2 separate regions of the Zea mays genome follow, and region 2 is linked to region 1. The links are chromatin contacts, called in public Hi-C maps. All regions are on one chromosome and are shown on one strand. Each heading gives the region's core, a stretch centred on a gene start, on an enhancer-like site or on the middle of the called end of the contact. The rest is flanking DNA. Distances are from core to core; before and after follow the strand shown.

The links. Hi-C and Micro-C count contacts between places; a contact is called where the count stands out from the background.
Region 2: a contact with region 1 is called in a Hi-C map of tassel, with 2.4 times the contacts expected there. The contact joins the promoter of LOC100282584 here to the promoter of LOC100193137 in region 1. A contact is called at or near these places in 2 of 25 Hi-C or Micro-C datasets (ear and tassel).

What each region holds. Positions count from the first base shown.
Region 1 is chr1:199,097,331-199,102,058 of Zm-B73-REFERENCE-NAM-5.0, reverse strand. It overlaps LOC100193137 (exosome complex exonuclease RRP43), which reads right to left and starts at 1,954. Exons shown (of 7, transcript NM_001138296.1): 1 at 1,596-1,954; 2 at 1,435-1,504; 3 at 1,237-1,342; 4 at 225-291. The coding sequence starts at 1,814. LOC103645177 (proteasome subunit alpha type-2) reads right to left here. Exons shown (of 5, transcript XM_020546638.2): 3 at 4,625-4,687; 4 at 4,480-4,545; 5 at 3,902-4,214. The coding sequence ends at 4,166.
Region 2 is chr1:199,276,518-199,280,939 of Zm-B73-REFERENCE-NAM-5.0, reverse strand. It overlaps LOC100282584, which reads left to right and starts at 2,054. Exons shown (of 4, transcript NM_001155492.2): 1 at 2,054-2,324; 2 at 3,391-3,427; 3 at 3,564-4,056; 4 at 4,165-4,422. The coding sequence starts at 2,267.

The DNA.
Region 1 (4,728 bases), core at 705-3,204:
CCAAGTCACCTGATCTTTCAAGGTGCACTAGTTTTGACTCAATGAAAACCCCTGGGTGCTTGGAGCCTTTGTTCCCTTTCTCATATTATTCAATTTATGGTATTTGTCATTAGAATAAAAAGTGGATTCCTTGACATCCCTGTAGTAATTAACAGTGAATCCTTGTCAAAGGCACTGTTTTGTCCACAACTGAAGCTATCAATGAGTCAACCAAGATATATTACCAGGTACGCTAGCCAAGAAGCCTTCCCAGTGATCAAACAGAGGTCCTTCAAATTTAGCATTCCAGAACTGCATAAAAGAACATAATAAAATTACCTCAATGTCACTATGGGCCATTCATTAGGTTGTGGAGGTGATACAGAAAAAGAAATGGCCAAAGTAACGAAATCATGCAATGACGATACCAAATGAAACAAACAAAAACCTACAAAAAGAACGTACAGGATTTGCATGCACGCCTGAAAAAAGCAAACCGGTGCCTTCTACGCCCTCTATTCTTTTCTCCTGGACATTTCTAACTTCAGTCTCCACTTGAACATTGATTATTAGTTTTTTATAGCTGTACTTATGTGTACTGGTTCTAAAAGTGGAGCATGTCACTTCATACTCATCCAAATAGAACATTAAGCATAAACGGAAGGAAAGTTCAAGGAACCCTGCTGTATTTTTTATTTACAGGAAATGGTCCATGGTAAAAAAAAATCTCAAATGACGCAGGGAGCTGTGTCATTTCATTAAGAAGAATAAGTACCATATGTAAAACCCACACAACACCACAGATAACACAACAATAACTACCAAGCAACCACTAAACCAGAAAAACTGAAACTATATAAGGTCCTGGAGCCCCGAGCCATGAATGAACACCAAATGGCTATCTCCTCAACTGTCAGAAACACCAATGACACCACCATGCTATCAAATAATCAGAGAATTAAGGCTATTCAGACGCTGTTTGTGATCCTGGAAAATAGATCTAAAGCAATAATGTACCGCTGTGTATCACTACATAGTGCCTTCTACATAATTAGTTTCGTTGCTCTTCAGTCTCCACACTAAATACAACTAGCATCTAATCCATAGTGCTCGTGAACAGTCACGACTTTTGGTAAAGATCAATTACATTTTATCCTGATGAACTATGCCCTCTTCTATGGAAAGGATTCGATTCTGCATTCATTTATCTATTCACCATTCAATTAAAGAGCTGAAGTTAACAGAGAAACAAAAAACCTCGTCAAAACGTCTTCAAGGGCCTTGGAGATGACGGGTGCAACGTCAGTGGGTCGGCCTGGCCTAACCAGCGGGGAGCAGATAGGCGGCATGTGGAACTCAACAGCTACGCAAAACACACATACGTCCATCAACAAAAGAATAAAAAACCAAAGGCAATAGGAAGCAGGCAGCAGCAGGGAAAGGGGGAACACGAACCGACGGATCCTTCGTCTGGGTGCTCCGCCGGGGGCGACATCACCTCGAGCTTGACCGACGCGAGCATGGCCTGCAGAGACAATTCGTCGAACAGTTGAAGAGCACGAGACAAGCAAGACGGGAAGCATAGGAGAGAGGGGGGAGGAAGGGGGTAGTATTACGGTGTCGCCAAGGCGGGCGAGAGCGGAACCATGCGCGGAGGAGACGGCGCCGAGGGCGACGGTGGTGGGGCGGGCCTCTCTGAGGCGGCGGGCATCGATGCGGACGGACTCGCCGAGGTGGCGCTCAAGGAAGGCCACCGGGAAAAGGCGGCGGTACGCCTCCACCTCCATCTCGCCGGCAACCCCGCTGGCCGCAGCCGGTTTAGTCTCCGCCGCCATCCTACGTTTGGCGGTGGGCTGGTGCCTGGTGGTCGGCTGGTCGACTGCGCCGCTGCTGAAGCTTGTCGAGAAAAGCCTTCGCGGGGCGTGCGGGAGCGCGCCTGTAGACCTGTTCAATCCGCCGCTCAGTTGAAGAGAAGTGTCACTGTGTCAGGTACTTCAGTTCCCAAATTTTTATAACAGGATATAAAACTGGGACTGAGTAGAGATGGCAATGGTTAAAAATTTGCTGGATATTACTTGCTCAAATCTATACCCGCAAAAGAAAAAATATGTTCGCTAAAAAACTCATACTCATGACGGGTATAAAATTTTACACAAACTCATACACATGCGGGTTTCAGGTAACCAACGGGTTTCCCATACCCACTAACATCAACATAAAAAATAATTCATCATGTAAATAACAATCAATTTATTAATAAGCTAGCATAAAAGGAACAAGTGATAACTAATTTTAGACTAAGATTTGTTACATGAAGTTTATTTCAATTAAAATATATTTAATTAATAATATTATGAGACATATTTATAAGGAATGTTGATTTTAAGGCGGGTTTTAAAAACTCATGGGTTTGCGGGTATGGGTAGTGGAAGAATAAACTCATGCTCACGTACTCGTTGAGTTTTTATTTAACTCATTAACAAACTCATGGGTAGAGAAATTGACTAAACTTATATCCTAATAGAGTAAAAACCCACCAAATTTAAGGTAGCGGGTACCCATAGCCATCCTGAGCTCGCCTGACGAAGCCAAGCCGAGTCGGAGTTGTCCTCGAATGGCATAATGTTTCGCCTCACTTTGCACTATCGATACAAATGGCTATGTACAATAAACGAAGATATAGACAATAGATCTGACAACATTATGACACAGATCAACTCGCATCATGGTACAGACTGAAATGTTGACATGAGGCGTCTACAGATCAATGCACATATTCTTTCTAGGCTCCATGATCCCCATACATACGAAGATAAAAGGCACAAAATCCAGTTGCCTAGTCAAGGAGGACAGCACGAAGCACTCCACGCGAATGAATCAAGAAATCATCAGAACTGTTGCAAGCTCAACCATAAAGCTTTAGAGGCTAATCAATAATAGGTAGGTGCCCGTGCGATGCCACGGAACATAAATCTCGATTTGTATATCAGATATGCTTCCTGTGAAGCAAGGAATCGAACGCAAGCCAGCTTTTTGTATTAGTGCATTATGTTCAGTTCTTACTTGAGCATCCCGTGTTCTCGTGTGTGCCATGGCCGAGTGGCAAGCTCAACACTGGTATTGTTGTCTTGTCTCAAATGAAGTCCGCTTCCACAAGTTAATCGGATTTCTTCATGGGTGATAGCTGTGTCAGATTCTTCCACGCATAGGGCAAGTAATGCAAGTGATAGCTGTGTCAGTTTACCCCCATTTTCTTGGGCATCACTTGTCACAAATGAAGTCCATTGGAGGTTCGCAATTTATATTCCGTGGCATCGCACGGGCACCTACCTAGTAAAATTTGAAGTTCAAACACATCATATATTAAAAGATAAAAAAGAAAATTCTGAGATAAAAAAGTGAAATTATCTCTTACAGTTTTCTCTTCTTTTATCTCTTATCATATGATGAATTTGAAGTACATCTATAATTTAATGCTTTTTTGGGACTTTTGTTAGTTATAATTTAATATTTTTTTGTGGCTTTTGTTAATTGGTTTGCACGAAAAATTGATTTTAAAGTACATCTATAATTTAATATTTTTTGTGACTTTTGTTAGTTATAATTTAATAATTTTTTGTGACTTATGTTAGTTGGTTTGCACGAAAACTTGATTTGCACTTAACACGTTGCCAACAATATTATATTGATCTCTTGTTCTCGCACAAGTACTGAATTTGGGACACGCTCTATTGATCCAAGCCATATCGCTTCTCATGGCCTCTTGCACAGGCGCATCAGGTTGAAACAACTTATCACACGCCAAAAGCGCATCAGTAGGATAGCGAACTTGATTTCTTACAGCCACGAAATCCATGCACTACAGCAAATCTGCAATGTGAACACAACAAACACCTGGGTATCGATACAGCACACAAGAACGTGAATCACATAAACAAACTGCAGAGACTGTCAAATACAACATCCATCTTACGTATCTCATTTGTTTACAGTATGCGTTCAGGAGGGTTTCAAATGTAAACATCACATGTCGTTGGAGCAAATCAGTTTACAGAGTGATAAAACCAAGACATGTCGCTGGAGCAAATCAGTTTACAGAGTGAAAAAACCAAGACAAGCTTCAGGCTGGCTGCTCATAAGTGATGCTGCTATTCTTGTTTGAAACAGTAAATCATCAACAGACAACTTACTCCACCTCTTCCAAGAAATCCTTGATCTCTGATGGGCTTAGAACTCTGTTATTTGTATGGAAACTGTTAGTTCTCACCAAACCATTTGAAGTAGCAAGGAGTTTGTAATATCAAATAGCCTTAGATTTCCAACAACAAAAACATAGTAAACAGATTCATTTCCCCTACAGCTAGAGGAGCACAAGTTGTTACCAAACCCTAAAGAACAGAATGGGAGCAATGAGTGATGCAGTGATTTGATCATTTGATGAGGCAAGAGGAACATGGATCATATAAAGGTGGCAGTAATAATTGAGTCTGTGTAACTTACTTGAACTCACGGTCAGCTCGAATAATTCCGATTTCAATGTTGTTGGAGGAAATTTGCCCCTCATATCTGCAAGTCCAAGATGCAGAACCAATTAGTAACTATTTAGGATGTTTTAAACTAAGCAACTACAAGTGGGTTGCAATACCCTTCTTTCAAAGTCAAAATTGCAGTGTGGATGGCATCATCAAGCTCTATATCCTCTGTGTATCTACAATGAAAACATATTATAAAGATAAGATGTGAAATCAG
Region 2 (4,422 bases), core at 805-3,304, 180 kb before region 1:
CAAGTCCCCCCTAGGCCCTAGGCCCTAGGCTTTTCTCCAGCTCCTTCATTGAATTTGGCTCTCCTACGTTTGTTGCATGATTCCATCTCTCTCCACAGGTCTATAAAACAGTACACTTTTGTTTTTTTTAACACGATGGCACCATCTGAATCTTCAACCTAATTTCGTCCTCTCCCCACCAAACTGTACACAACATGCACGTGCTGTTCATCCTTCAAGTCGTGGGTACCTTCTTCGGCGCTAGCTGCATGCGAACTCTCTAGGCTTTTCTCAAGCTCTTTTATTTTATTTACTACTATAAAGCACTCAGTTTTTACCGTCGTGAAACATGTAGTTGGTGTGTCTACTCACTCTCCCCAATATAATAGGCCGGCCCAAGTATCCCACGTGTCACACCTCCCTCTTCCTCTCGGGCCCCGCAGCCACCATCCTTTGTCTAAGGGTTTGTCCATGAACTAGACCTTTAATTATTCAAGAAAAAAAAGAAAAGAAGCTAGTTATTCGGGAAAAAAATAAAAAAACATTTCACATATATATATGTATCTCTTATACTTATTAATGTTAATTAATATACGTTACAATTTTATTAAATGTAGTTGATATTGAAGGAAGTTGTAGCATGTTTGAAGGCACATTGAGCACTAATATTTTATCGAGTAACTGTGTGCCGTCATAACACACGGGCACTGTATTAGTCTCTACCCTTTAAATTAAGCACAAGTTTCATGCGTCATGCGTGCGTTGTACGTCACGTGTAAAGCGCATAGAGTAGATATGTTTTTCTCCCCCGCGTCTTGCCTAAAAACGAGGTTGTTATGTCCTAGCTAAATAGGACGTGAGACACCCAAATCCAACACGACACGAAGCCCACACACAACATAACGTTCCGGAATAGTATCACCTCGCTAGCTAAAGGAGAACGAGCAACTGAGTGGACTATAAAAAAGGGACTGATCTTCTTTTCAACTAAGATGTTTCTCATCTTTTTGGCTAAGATAAAGTGCAATTCTACAGTTTAATATCTGATAAGTGGGCCATATACCCACCTTTAATTTTTTTTGGTGAGGTTTCACTTTTATTTTAAATTTATTTTTGTGGGGAGGGTTTAACATCAAATACACACAGTTTTCATTAAATTGCTAGCTAGTTCTGCTCTCCGGCGTTTGGTGCATTATTAAGCATGCATTATTACATCTTTCTCCACGGGTCTATGTCTTTCTACAAATAAACCACACACACAGCCAAAGTTGAAGTAATCCTGTCTACTTGCGATTGGCAGGTGAAAAAAAGACACGGCACTTTATATAGCCCACTTTTCACACGCGTCAAATGCCAGAAAAAAGTCCTTTGAGTGCAGTGTACATATATTATTTTTGTTTCGGAAAAATAAATTATTGAGCTTGTAGTTAGTTAGCAGCGCATTTGTTGCGTACCAAGATCTTTGTAGGAGGTTATATATATATATATGCATATTTCAGCAAACCAATCATGTATATATACAACAACTATAGCTGTAACACACTTTCTGCTACTTGTGAGACAAGTGAAAAACCCATATATACACCGTACACTTGTTTAATTTTTGACATATTTCAGACGTTAAAAAATATATTATGTATGGACTAGTGCCATCTCTTATTAATCTTAATTACCATGGCATACAGTCATCTATATATTCTGAGAGTGGAGAAATATATAGGAGAGAGGGGCAGAGAAATAAAAGAGGTAGCTTTATTAGCATATGCACAAATGACTTCCCCTCGAAATCTACTGCAAGGAAAGTGCAGATTAGATACACCCATTGTATTGTATGCCACTGTGCGATCGACCTGCATGCTGTGCTGGTTGGTACACGCATGCATGCATGCATGTACCACTGCACACCATGCATTATTCTCTTCTCTCGCCAACAATGCCGAACTGGACAGCACCACTGCAATCAACAGGCCGCGGCCTCCCAGAACGGCAGAAAGGGCAGCGCGGCCGGCTATATAAATCCATGCCCGTGCTCGGGTCCAAACCACACACAAACACATCAGCATTCAGCAATAGCTAATCGAGCATCGTCGCCTTAGCTCCTCTCCTCTCCTCTCCGTCGTCGTGGAACTTCTCTCCGCCGGCTGTCATATATATAAAGGAGAAGAAGAGAACAGCAACTCTAGCTAGCCGGCCGGCCTCCGTCGTCGCCGGCGTCGTCGACTAGCTAGCTAACTCTCGATCTCCAGTTCCTGCCCCCGCGCCCCACGCCCGGCCGTCGTCGTCAGCAATGGCAGGAGGCTTCTTCTCCATGGCTCACCCGGCCGTCACCCTCTCCGGCATCGCAGGTACGTACGCGCCAATGAAACAACAACGTCGTCTCGAGCTAGATCGATCCATGCATGACGCCGGCCGGGACCGGCCGGATAGATAGGCGGAGATCGACTTGCATAATGCTTCGCGTGTTTGGCCTTTTCCTGGTGCTTCTTTTTTTTTTTAAAAAAAATCTTATGGGACCTTGATGACATGCTTTTCATGTGGTTTTCATTCATTCTGTTGCCGTACTACGTTCTTCTAGATTTTGTTTATTCCGACATGACGACTGTCTTGTCCATCCTTGTATCATCGATCCGTCCTTTGCATGCATGCATCCACCAGTCGTCAGCCTTCCTTTTTGCCGTTTGTGCCATTGCACTGTAGAGCACGCACGCACTCTCTAGCTGTAGAGAGGCGCGGCAGTAGGCATGCATGCAGCAGCTAGTCACACTGGACAACCAACTGTCTTGTCCATCATCTATCAACAATACTTGCATATCAGAATACGTAGTATGTAGCTTTAGCATTTTTTTTTCTTCACCTATACTACTGCTAGCTGCATCTTCTTGAACTTTCTCTGATGCTCCCCGCGGCCCATTGAGACGACGATGCACTCTTTCTCCAATTCGTTAGCTGCGATCATGGCACAGGCCTTTAATTTGTTGCTAGCTAGAACACACATGCATGCATCGCCGAGGTATAGCAACTTTTCCACTCAAGAATAATGGTAATAAGCAGTGCAGATCAGATCCACATATTGGGCATTAGATCACGAAATACAGTTGCAAATAGCTGCTCACAACGTAACGCACTATCTAAGAATCATTTCTATATACGTGTATTTTTTGCTGGAATGGTTATGATCGATCGGTTGGGCATGCAGCAGGGAAGGCGTGTGCGTGTGCATGCAGCTACCTAGCTTTTTGCCATATCAGCGTTTCCTTAACCTAATCACCACGCTTCTCTCTGTTAGTGGACGCACACGCATTGTACATATATATGTGTATAGTATTGTACTCCTACCACTTTTACTGAAAATGACGACACTGACGCGTAGTTACCCTCTTCTCTCTTGTTTCTTCGATTTGGATTGTGCAGGAAACATCATCTCCTTCCTGGTGTTCCTTGCACCAGTGTAAGTAGCTAGCTATAGCCACCTTTCTTCGTTCCCTTACTGTCTCAATTTCAGACCGACTCGGATTCATGCGTGAATCGATGGATGATCCAAGACTGACATGGCATGCCTCTTGTACGCACCGTACCAAAAACAGGGCGACGTTCCTGCAGGTGTACCGGAAGAAGTCGACGGGCGGGTTCAGCTCGGTGCCGTACGTGGTGGCGCTCTTCAGCTCGGTGCTGTGGATCTTCTACGCGCTGGTGAAGACCAACTCGAGGCCGCTGCTGACCATCAACGCCTTCGGCTGCGGCGTGGAGGCGGCCTACATAGTCCTCTACCTGGCGTACGCGCCGCGGCGGGCGCGCCTGCGGACTCTGGCCTACTTCTTCCTGCTGGACGTGGCGGCCTTCGCGCTCGTCGTCGCCGTCACGCTCTTCGCCGTCCGCGAGCCCCACCGCGTCAAGTTCCTCGGCAGCGTCTGCCTCGCCTTCTCCATGGCCGTCTTCGTCGCGCCGCTCAGCATCATCGTCAAGGTGGTCAAGACCAAGAGCGTCGAGTTCCTGCCCATCAGCCTCTCCTTCTGCCTCACGCTCAGCGCCGTCGCCTGGTTCTGCTACGGCCTCTTCACCAAGGACCCCTTTGTCATGGTAACGACTGATCAATAATGTAATATATGGTTAACTGATCCATATATATATATAAAATGGTAACTGAATAATGCTGGGGATGTTTCTCGATTATATATATCTATTCAGTACCCCAACGTCGGCGGCTTCTTCTTCAGCTGCGTCCAGATGGGCCTCTACTTCTGGTACCGCAAGCCCCGCCCGGCGGCCAAGAACAACGCCGTGCTGCCGACGACCACGGACGGCGCCAACGCGGTGCAGGTGCAGGGGCAGGTCATCGAGCTGGCGCCCAACACGGTGGCCATCCTGTCGGTGAGCCCCATCCCCATCGTGGGCGTGCACAAGATCGAGGTGGTGGAGCAGCAGCACAAGGAGGCCGCCGTGGCC